Regions from separate parts of the Hordeum vulgare genome. Here region 2 is linked to region 1. The links are chromatin contacts, called in public Hi-C maps. All regions are on one chromosome and are shown on one strand. Each heading gives the region's core, a stretch centred on a gene start, on an enhancer-like site or on the middle of the called end of the contact. The rest is flanking DNA. Distances are from core to core; before and after follow the strand shown.

Region 1 (4,166 bases), core at 796-3,295:
TCTTTTTGGATTTCCCTTTTTTATTTTTCTGCACGCGTTTTCAACTTTTATTATTTTTTTTTTGGTGTTTTGGTTTTCACCGTTTTCTTAGCTTTTCGACGAAAACAAATCAAATATTTTGCGTAAAAAAGCGTGTTTTCTGGTTTTTTTTTTACGAGAGGCACTGTTTTGCTTTTGTCAGAGTCATGATTTTGCTTTCGCGAAAGGCACAACCTCTCGACAACAAAAAAAATGATTTTTCGTCTTTTTACAAGAGGTGTGGCCGTGCCTCACGGAAGTAGAAAAAAAGAACGTGTTTTCTGTTTTTTAGAGAGGCAAGGTTTTACTTTCACAAAATGGAAAATATGTGTTTTTTTCATGAAAGACACGGTTTTACTTTTGTTAGAGGCACGGGCGTACCTCTTGGAAATGAGAAAAAAAAACATGTTTTCTGTTTTTTTTACGAGAGTCGTGATTTTGCTTTCGCAAGACACGGTTTTGCCTTTGTAAGAGGCACGGCCGTGCCTCTCGAAAACGAAAAAAACGTATTTTTTGTTTTTTCTATCTGAGAGGCACAGTTTTTTCTACTTGTATTTTTTGTCTTATTTTTTCGTGAATTTTTTTTTGTTAAAACCTATCAACATGAAATCTAGTTTTGAAGATCTTGGTACGAGAAACCGAAAGGTAAAAATAGTTTGTGATTTGAACGCATGATATAAGAGATAAAACATTTAAAAAATAAGAATCAATAAAAAAGAAAAACTCTTTGGTTGCGACTAGTGACACACATATATCACGTCACTTGTCGCAAACTAAAAAGGTGAGAGTGATCTTTGAAAGGATTACTCCTCGATTTGTGATTTCGCATTCTGAAACTTTTCACTAAGACTCAATAAAAAAATCTGGAACCTTTCGCCCTGTTATGGGAAGGTTTTAGCAGGATTTAGTTCTTTTTTCCACTTTTTTTCTACTTTGTTTTTCCATTTTTTTCCTGTTGTATGTTTTCCTTTTTTTTGTCGTTTCCTCTTTTTATTTCCTTAATTGTCAGAATATTTTCAGATTTACAAATATCTTTTAAATTCAAGAAAATTTTAAAATATGATTTTATTAAATTTGTTAAATTTGAATCCGCTTACAAATGTTTTAATTCATGAACTCTATATCGACAAACCTCTGTGAATTTGTAAGCGTTTTTGTAAGTTCGCAAACAATTTCTACAAAACAGCTTAAAAACTGAAGAGCATTTTTTTTGAATTAGTATACATTTTGAAATCCCTGAAGAAAAATTCTAATTCGTGATTCTACAAAACATTTGTGAACAAATTATAATATTCTTGAACAGTTTCTAAATACTGGAACATTTTGAAGTTTTTGAACATTTTCAAATTCGTGAAATTCTTAGGAATTTATTACATTTTTTAAAATTTGCGATAAATTTTGCAATTCACATAGTTTTTTTCAAATTCGTGTGCATTTTCGAAATTCTCGGTTTTGTGAATTCACGTACATTTCCTATTTCACCATATTCTATATTTTTATGAATATGGTTGGAATTCATAAATACTTTCCCAAATTCACAAACATTTTTAAAAATCGATGAACATTTTTTCAATTAGTGTATTCACTTTTCGATTCACAAACATTTTTCAAACTCTTGAATGGTTTTTCACAATAAGGAACAGATTTTGAATTTGCAAACTTTTTTTATTAATGAACTATTTTCTCTGTAAAGTTTGGTTCAATTTGTGATTTTGTTTTAAAATTTGCTAACATTTTTGAAATCATGACTAGTTTTTGAAATTCATGAATATTTTTTGATATGATGAAATTTTATAAATTTGTGATTGATTTCAAAGTTCATGATTGTTTATCAATGGGTGAGCATTATATAATTGACATTTCTTCGTATTTCTCAATATTTTAAGCTAATTAAACCTACAAAAATAAAAACAAGTAAAATTAAAAAATCGGAAAGGAAAAACAGGCTTGCACTCGCTAGCTAGACCCGGTCGCTCGTTGTGTGACAAGGAGCAGCTCTAGGTGCGCTCCCCTCTATACAAAGCGCTCTGTGACAAAATGTCAATATAGTGCACAGGTGGGACCGACTGGGCTGGCCTGCTTCGGCACTGCTGCAATAGTGATAGTTCTCCAGCTTGTGATAAAAACAAACGACTATAGGAGGCAAGATTATTAAAAGTGTTACCTAGTTTACCGAGGAAATAACATTTCTCTTAAATAATTGTGAGTTAAAAATGTACATGAAATTTTAAAAAAGTTGATGAAAGATTTGTTATATATATGCGATTTCTAATTATATATATAACTAAAACATGATTGTGTAAAAGTTTAGTCAAGTTTACTTAATTATTCACAAGAAAATGTTCCTGGACTTAAATATATTGATTCCCTTCAAAAATACTAAGTTTATAAATGTTCCTCAAACTCAGATACTATTCATATAAATGATTTATATTCTCCATAAGAAAATGGATTCTAAGAAATGCTCTAGAATTTAGACAATATTCATACATATTTTTCTAGAATTAAAAATTATGCTTATATTCAGTAAATGTATCCCATTTTTAACATATTCTTAATTTTCTAAAATTCTTGGCATTTTAAAAATATATTCAAATTTTGTAAAATTTACATTATTAGAAACCCCATGAATCTTGATTTTTTGAATGAATGGTACAAAGTTGAAAATTAGATTAAGAGAACAAACTGAAAATAGTAAATAAGAAGGAAGAAGGAACATAATAAAAACAAAAACTAAGAAACAAAAACAAAATGAGAATAAAAATGGTAGAAAATAACAAAATGAAAAAGGGGGGAAATCAGGAAGAAAACCATATACACAAAACCTGAATGCAATAGGGAAAACAGCTACAGAAACAACATGGAAAAAAATGCTCGCCCTTGCCTCTTTGTGCTTAGCACTCGTTGTTATACTTGGCCATCTTCGGCCTAGCCCGGCCGACCCGGCCCGAAATTTCACGTCACCAGGGTCGGGCTAGGCTTCAGCTTGGCCTGGCATATTTAGATTTTAAGGAAGAGGTCCGGCCCAAGGCCCTAGGCCCGCCTAACTTTTCAACACATGGCCCAGACTTGGGCTTGAAAAGTAGGCCCAATGGTAGGTACAGGGCCGGGCATGGGCCTCAGTTTTCTACTATGGGCTTTTTAGGCCCGGTCGGGCCCATGGCCACATATACTCGCTGTAGAGTAGGGTGGCCAATAGATCGGCACGCCACACAAAGAGCCAAATGAGGTTTGCCCCCGAGAGCATCTCTAGCCGTTCAGCCCCCAAGAGACGTGAAATAGCGTCCCATGGGGGCGCGGCGGCGAAAAAATAGGACCGGGGGGGGGGGGTGCTCGGGTTCCTATTCGCCACCCAAAGGTCGCCATAACTGGTTTTTGAAAAAAAAAACTCGACCCAAATTCGCCCCAAAATGACTCAAATTCGAAGGAAATTCATAGTTTTTCATTGAAATTGCTACAAAAGTGAAATAAAAACATAATTAAAACCTAACTACGTCGCCACCGCCCGCGGTCTCGTCGTCGGCAGCCATGGCGAGGTGCTCATGCTTGACGGGGAGGAGCCCCGACTCCGTGTTAGGCTTGACAAGGCGGGAGGAGGCGTTAGGCTAGTTGATGACGATGTCGCCGTTGCGCGTGCCCCGCCTTAGCGGCGTCTCCTCCGGCTCCGGCTTGACGGGGAGGAGCGTCGGCGACCCGGAGGAGCGGGAACGGGAGCCGGACGAGGACGACGACGCCGTCTCCATCCGCCTTAACGTCCAAGAGCTATCGCGACAGTGGGATAAGGCGGGTGGCCGAGCGAACCGCGGCGAGTTGTCATCCTCGATGTGCTCGAGGACGGCTTCCAATGTGCGGCCGGGTATGCCCCATCATTGGCGGCAACCCTCGGAGTTGTGGCGGCTGCGTGTTCGACCCTGTTGGTGGCGGCGAGCTGGTTGGCGTGCGGCGTTCGAAGTACGCCGTCCACAACGTGTTGCTGTCGAGGGTGCACCTCGACAGGTTCCGCGAGCTCTTCGGCAACGACTACCTGATGTGTGCGATTTTCACCCGCTGGCTAGCTCTAGAGGGCGGCAGTGGCACCAGGACACGCCAGCACTTAGCCTCCACGATGTCCGTACCCGCATGTCCAGTGGCGTCGGGTAGTCCGCCTC
Region 2 (3,650 bases), core at 228-2,727, 150 kb after region 1:
TGCAAAATGCAACTACGGTTGCAGCAAAAATTCGTCGCAGCCATCGCTAGGTCGCAGATCCACTTTGATGGTTGTAGCAAAAAAGTTAGCCGGTAGTAGCAAAATGCAACTACGGTTGCAGCTTTCCTTGTTGGGCAGAGCCGATTGAAGCTTTCTGTGTCTATGGTTGAAGCTTTCTTCAACAACGTTCGAAGCTTTTTAATGACGGTTACAACACTTGTATGCGTGCGAGCCCAACCATTGTAGCATGCGACAAGGACGACAGGTGGAGGCTGGAACCGGCGGAGCGGGCGTCCGATAGGGCAGGCATCGGCGATGCGGGCGGTCGACGGGGACAGGCACGGACAATGCAGGCGGCAACAGCGCACGGGTCTCCCTTGCTTTTATGAGAAGTCCAATTTAGTGCAAGGGGCGCTAGGTGGGAGCACCTATGTGACTCTGTCTGCGTCAAAACAGGTGAGCTTTCGCATAGGGGCGGCTGACCTCGACCGGTCCATTCTATTTCCCCTTCTATTTCCTTCTACTGTACATTTTTCTTTGCTCTTTCGTTTTTTCTTTTTCATGTTTGTTTTGTTTTAAAATATTTAGAAATTTCAAAAAAATATCTTATTTTCAAAATTTGCTCAAAATTTCAAAAAAAAAATCGTGTTTCAAAACGTCTTTCAGGAATTGTAGCTTTTTTTACATGTTCAAAAAATGTCCGTGTTTTAAAAAATGTTCAGTAATTTGAAAAGAATGTTCTCGTTTTCAATTTGTTTATGCTCATATTTCCAAAAGTAGTTCAGAATTTTCAAAATATGTTTTGAGCAATTTTTGACAATATTTTGAAATTGTTAACAAGTCCTGATAATAGATATATTTTTTAAAATTTTGAACAATTTTCGAGAAACACAATTTTTTTTCAAAAAATATGAACAATATTTCAACAAGAGAAGAAACTTTTAAAAATCATGTAGTTTTTTGAATACGAGAACAATTTCTGAAACATGAGTATTTTCGAAAATATGACATTTTGCAAGAAGAACATTTTTTGCAATTCCAAACATTCCAATTCTTTTTTGAAGCACGAACATTTAAATACAAATTGTGTACAAAATTTAGAACACAAGATTTGTTTTGGAAAAACATGAACATTTTTCAAAAATGTCGAACCTTTTTTGAAAATCCCAAACATTTTAAGAAAATCGCTATCATTTAGTATAGTTATGAATATTTTCTAAAAACAGCAATGAGTTAAAATTTAAAATATTTGTATAAAAGCAAGAACATTTTTCGAATTTCAAAAACATTTTTCAAGCATGAACTTCGTTTGAAAAAATAAAATAACCTTGGAAAACAAGGAAAAAGAAGAAACATAACCCAAATAAGAAAATAAGCACGAAATACCGTTTTTGAAATGCCGCTCGGTCGCTCACCTGAGCGAAGCTCCGGCTCTTTGACACAACGAGCAGCAAATAGGGTTTTATGTTCTAGGTGACGTGCAAACACGCAGCCCCACTCCCCACTGTGCGCTTCTGGATCGGCCAATGTGTCGAGGCAGCCACCCTTCTGCTTTGTTGTCTTTTTTTTTTTTAAACAACCATAAATCCAAAAATATTCTGAACTTCAGATAATGTTCACGTATTTTTATTAATTTGGATTTCAAAAAACAATGTTCACAAGTTTAAAAATTGTCCCCGCATTTCAGAAAGTGCTCCAAATTTCAAACAGTGTAAGTATTAAATATATATTTTAATTTAAAACAGGTTCGTTTTTTAAATATGTTACTAGCTAATTTAAAAATATGTAACTTACAAATATATTCATTAATTAAGAAATAAATTAATAAATGTTAAAAGGCATTCTCCAATTCAAAATGCGTTCATGAGTTAAAAGAATACCAAAATGGAAGGAAATATTAGTCAGTCCAGAATACATTGATAATTTAAAAAAATCGCTAATATTAAAAAATGTTTGTTAATTCAATAAAGTTCGTCGATTCGAGTTTTTTTCAGGAATTTCGAATATGTTCTTGAAATTAAAAAAATGTTCATGAAATTCAAAGAAATATTCAGGAACTCAATTTTTTTCATAAATTTCTAAATATATTTCATATTCGCCTGACCAAAAGGGGCAGGCCCATTGAGTACTGTAGCTATATCTCGTTCTTCTCGTGTGTTTCTTTCTGGCCGAATCTAATTTTCTTTTTTGTTTCTGTCCATTTTATGCCGATTTTGTTAATTTTTCCATTTTCGTTTTTTTATGTTTTTAATATAAAAGTTGTTAACTGTTCACAAATTCGTGTATATTTTTTCTTAAATTCATGAACTGCCGGATTTTTTTACTCAAGTTCATAAACCTTTTCAAGTTCATGCGCACTCTTGAACATTTATCTTAAATTCTTGAGCTGTTTTGGATTTTGAGATATTTTTCTCAAATTCGTGATTGTTGTTCAATTTCATGAATTTTTTTAATGTTTTATTTTTTTGAATTCACAAACTCTTTTCAAGTCCATATTTTTTTTAAATCCATAAACTTTTTAAAATGTGAACAATTTTGAACTACATTGGCATTTTGTGAAAGCTGTGATTTGTTTTAGATTTGGGAACTATTTTGCAGTTCGTGGGGCTTTTTCGAATTCACAAACTTTGTCGGAATTCATGTTTTTAAAATATGACTATTAATTGTGTTACCTATTCTACTCTTGTGTATTGCCGCAAGACCCTTGAAGATGCTAGTCTTCGATAGGACTAGGTCTTCTTTCTCTATTCTCGCATTGCTGGAGTCAGTCCATATATAACACCTCCCCTTGATACTGATGCATACTTAGCATAGTTTTGATGTCAGTCTTGCGAGTTCTTTGGATGAGTACTCACCGTTGCTTTGCTCCCTCTTTTCCCCTTCATCTGTTGCTGCGATCAGATGATGGAGCCCAGGAGGTGGCGTATCACCCCACCGACGACTGCTACCCCGACGGTGCCTTCTTCTACGTGGAGGCCGCTCAAGACCAGGAGTAGTTAGGAGGCTCCCAGGCAGGAGGCCTCGCCTCGTTCGATCGTTGTATCTTTTGTGCTAGCCTTCTCTAAGGCACCTCATGTTTCATGTCTGTACTCAGATATTTGTTGCTTCCGCTGACTCGTGTGTTTATCGAGCTTCTGTATTCTAGCCCTCGAAGCCCCTGACTTGTAATATGAAGCTTGTATGTTTTATTTGTGTCTAGAGTTGTGTTGTGATATCTTCCCGTGAGTCCTTGAGCTTGGTCGTACGCATTTGCGTGTATGATTAGCGTACGATCAAATCGAGGACGTCGCAAAGTGTCAACGAGGAACTAACGGAAACATCCCATCGAGGTAGTTACAGTTTAACATGATATTATGCATCGGAATGAAATGCTAAATAAGACATGCATGAAAGTATTCTCTTAAACATGGTCAAGGGTTTGCTTGCCTTGCTCAACAAAGTCCCCGGGGTATTCAAAATCTTCTGGTCCAAGTCCCTCGCGAGCAACGCAATCTATCATCGCAATATTAACGGAAAAAAATAACCACTCAACCAAAAACTGAGAAAATAATCTACTCAAAAGAATGTCACACCATTTTAAAAAAATACTATGATGAGTATATGTACTGTAATAATTATTGGGTTTTATTTCTGGACTATAAAAAGTTGTA

The links. Hi-C and Micro-C count contacts between places; a contact is called where the count stands out from the background.
Region 2: a contact with region 1 is called in a Hi-C map of leaf, with 3 times the contacts expected there. The contact joins two enhancer-like sites. A contact is called at or near these places in 3 of 6 Hi-C or Micro-C datasets (leaf and seedling).

The regions. Positions count from the first base shown.
Region 1 is chr7H:520,144,221-520,148,386 of MorexV3_pseudomolecules_assembly, forward strand. No RefSeq gene overlaps it. Among protein-coding and RNA genes, the nearest start is that of LOC123410353, 75 kb to the left of the region's middle. Within about 2 kb of position 2,046, at least 1 of the 3 cell types and tissues checked has open chromatin away from gene starts, as enhancers often do. A contact at or near this core is called in leaf, where this site is marked.
Region 2 is chr7H:520,296,539-520,300,188 of MorexV3_pseudomolecules_assembly, forward strand. No RefSeq gene overlaps it. Among protein-coding and RNA genes, the nearest start is that of LOC123411684, 15 kb to the right of the region's middle. Within about 2 kb of position 1,478, at least 2 of the 3 cell types and tissues checked have open chromatin away from gene starts, as enhancers often do. A contact at or near this core is called in leaf, where this site is marked.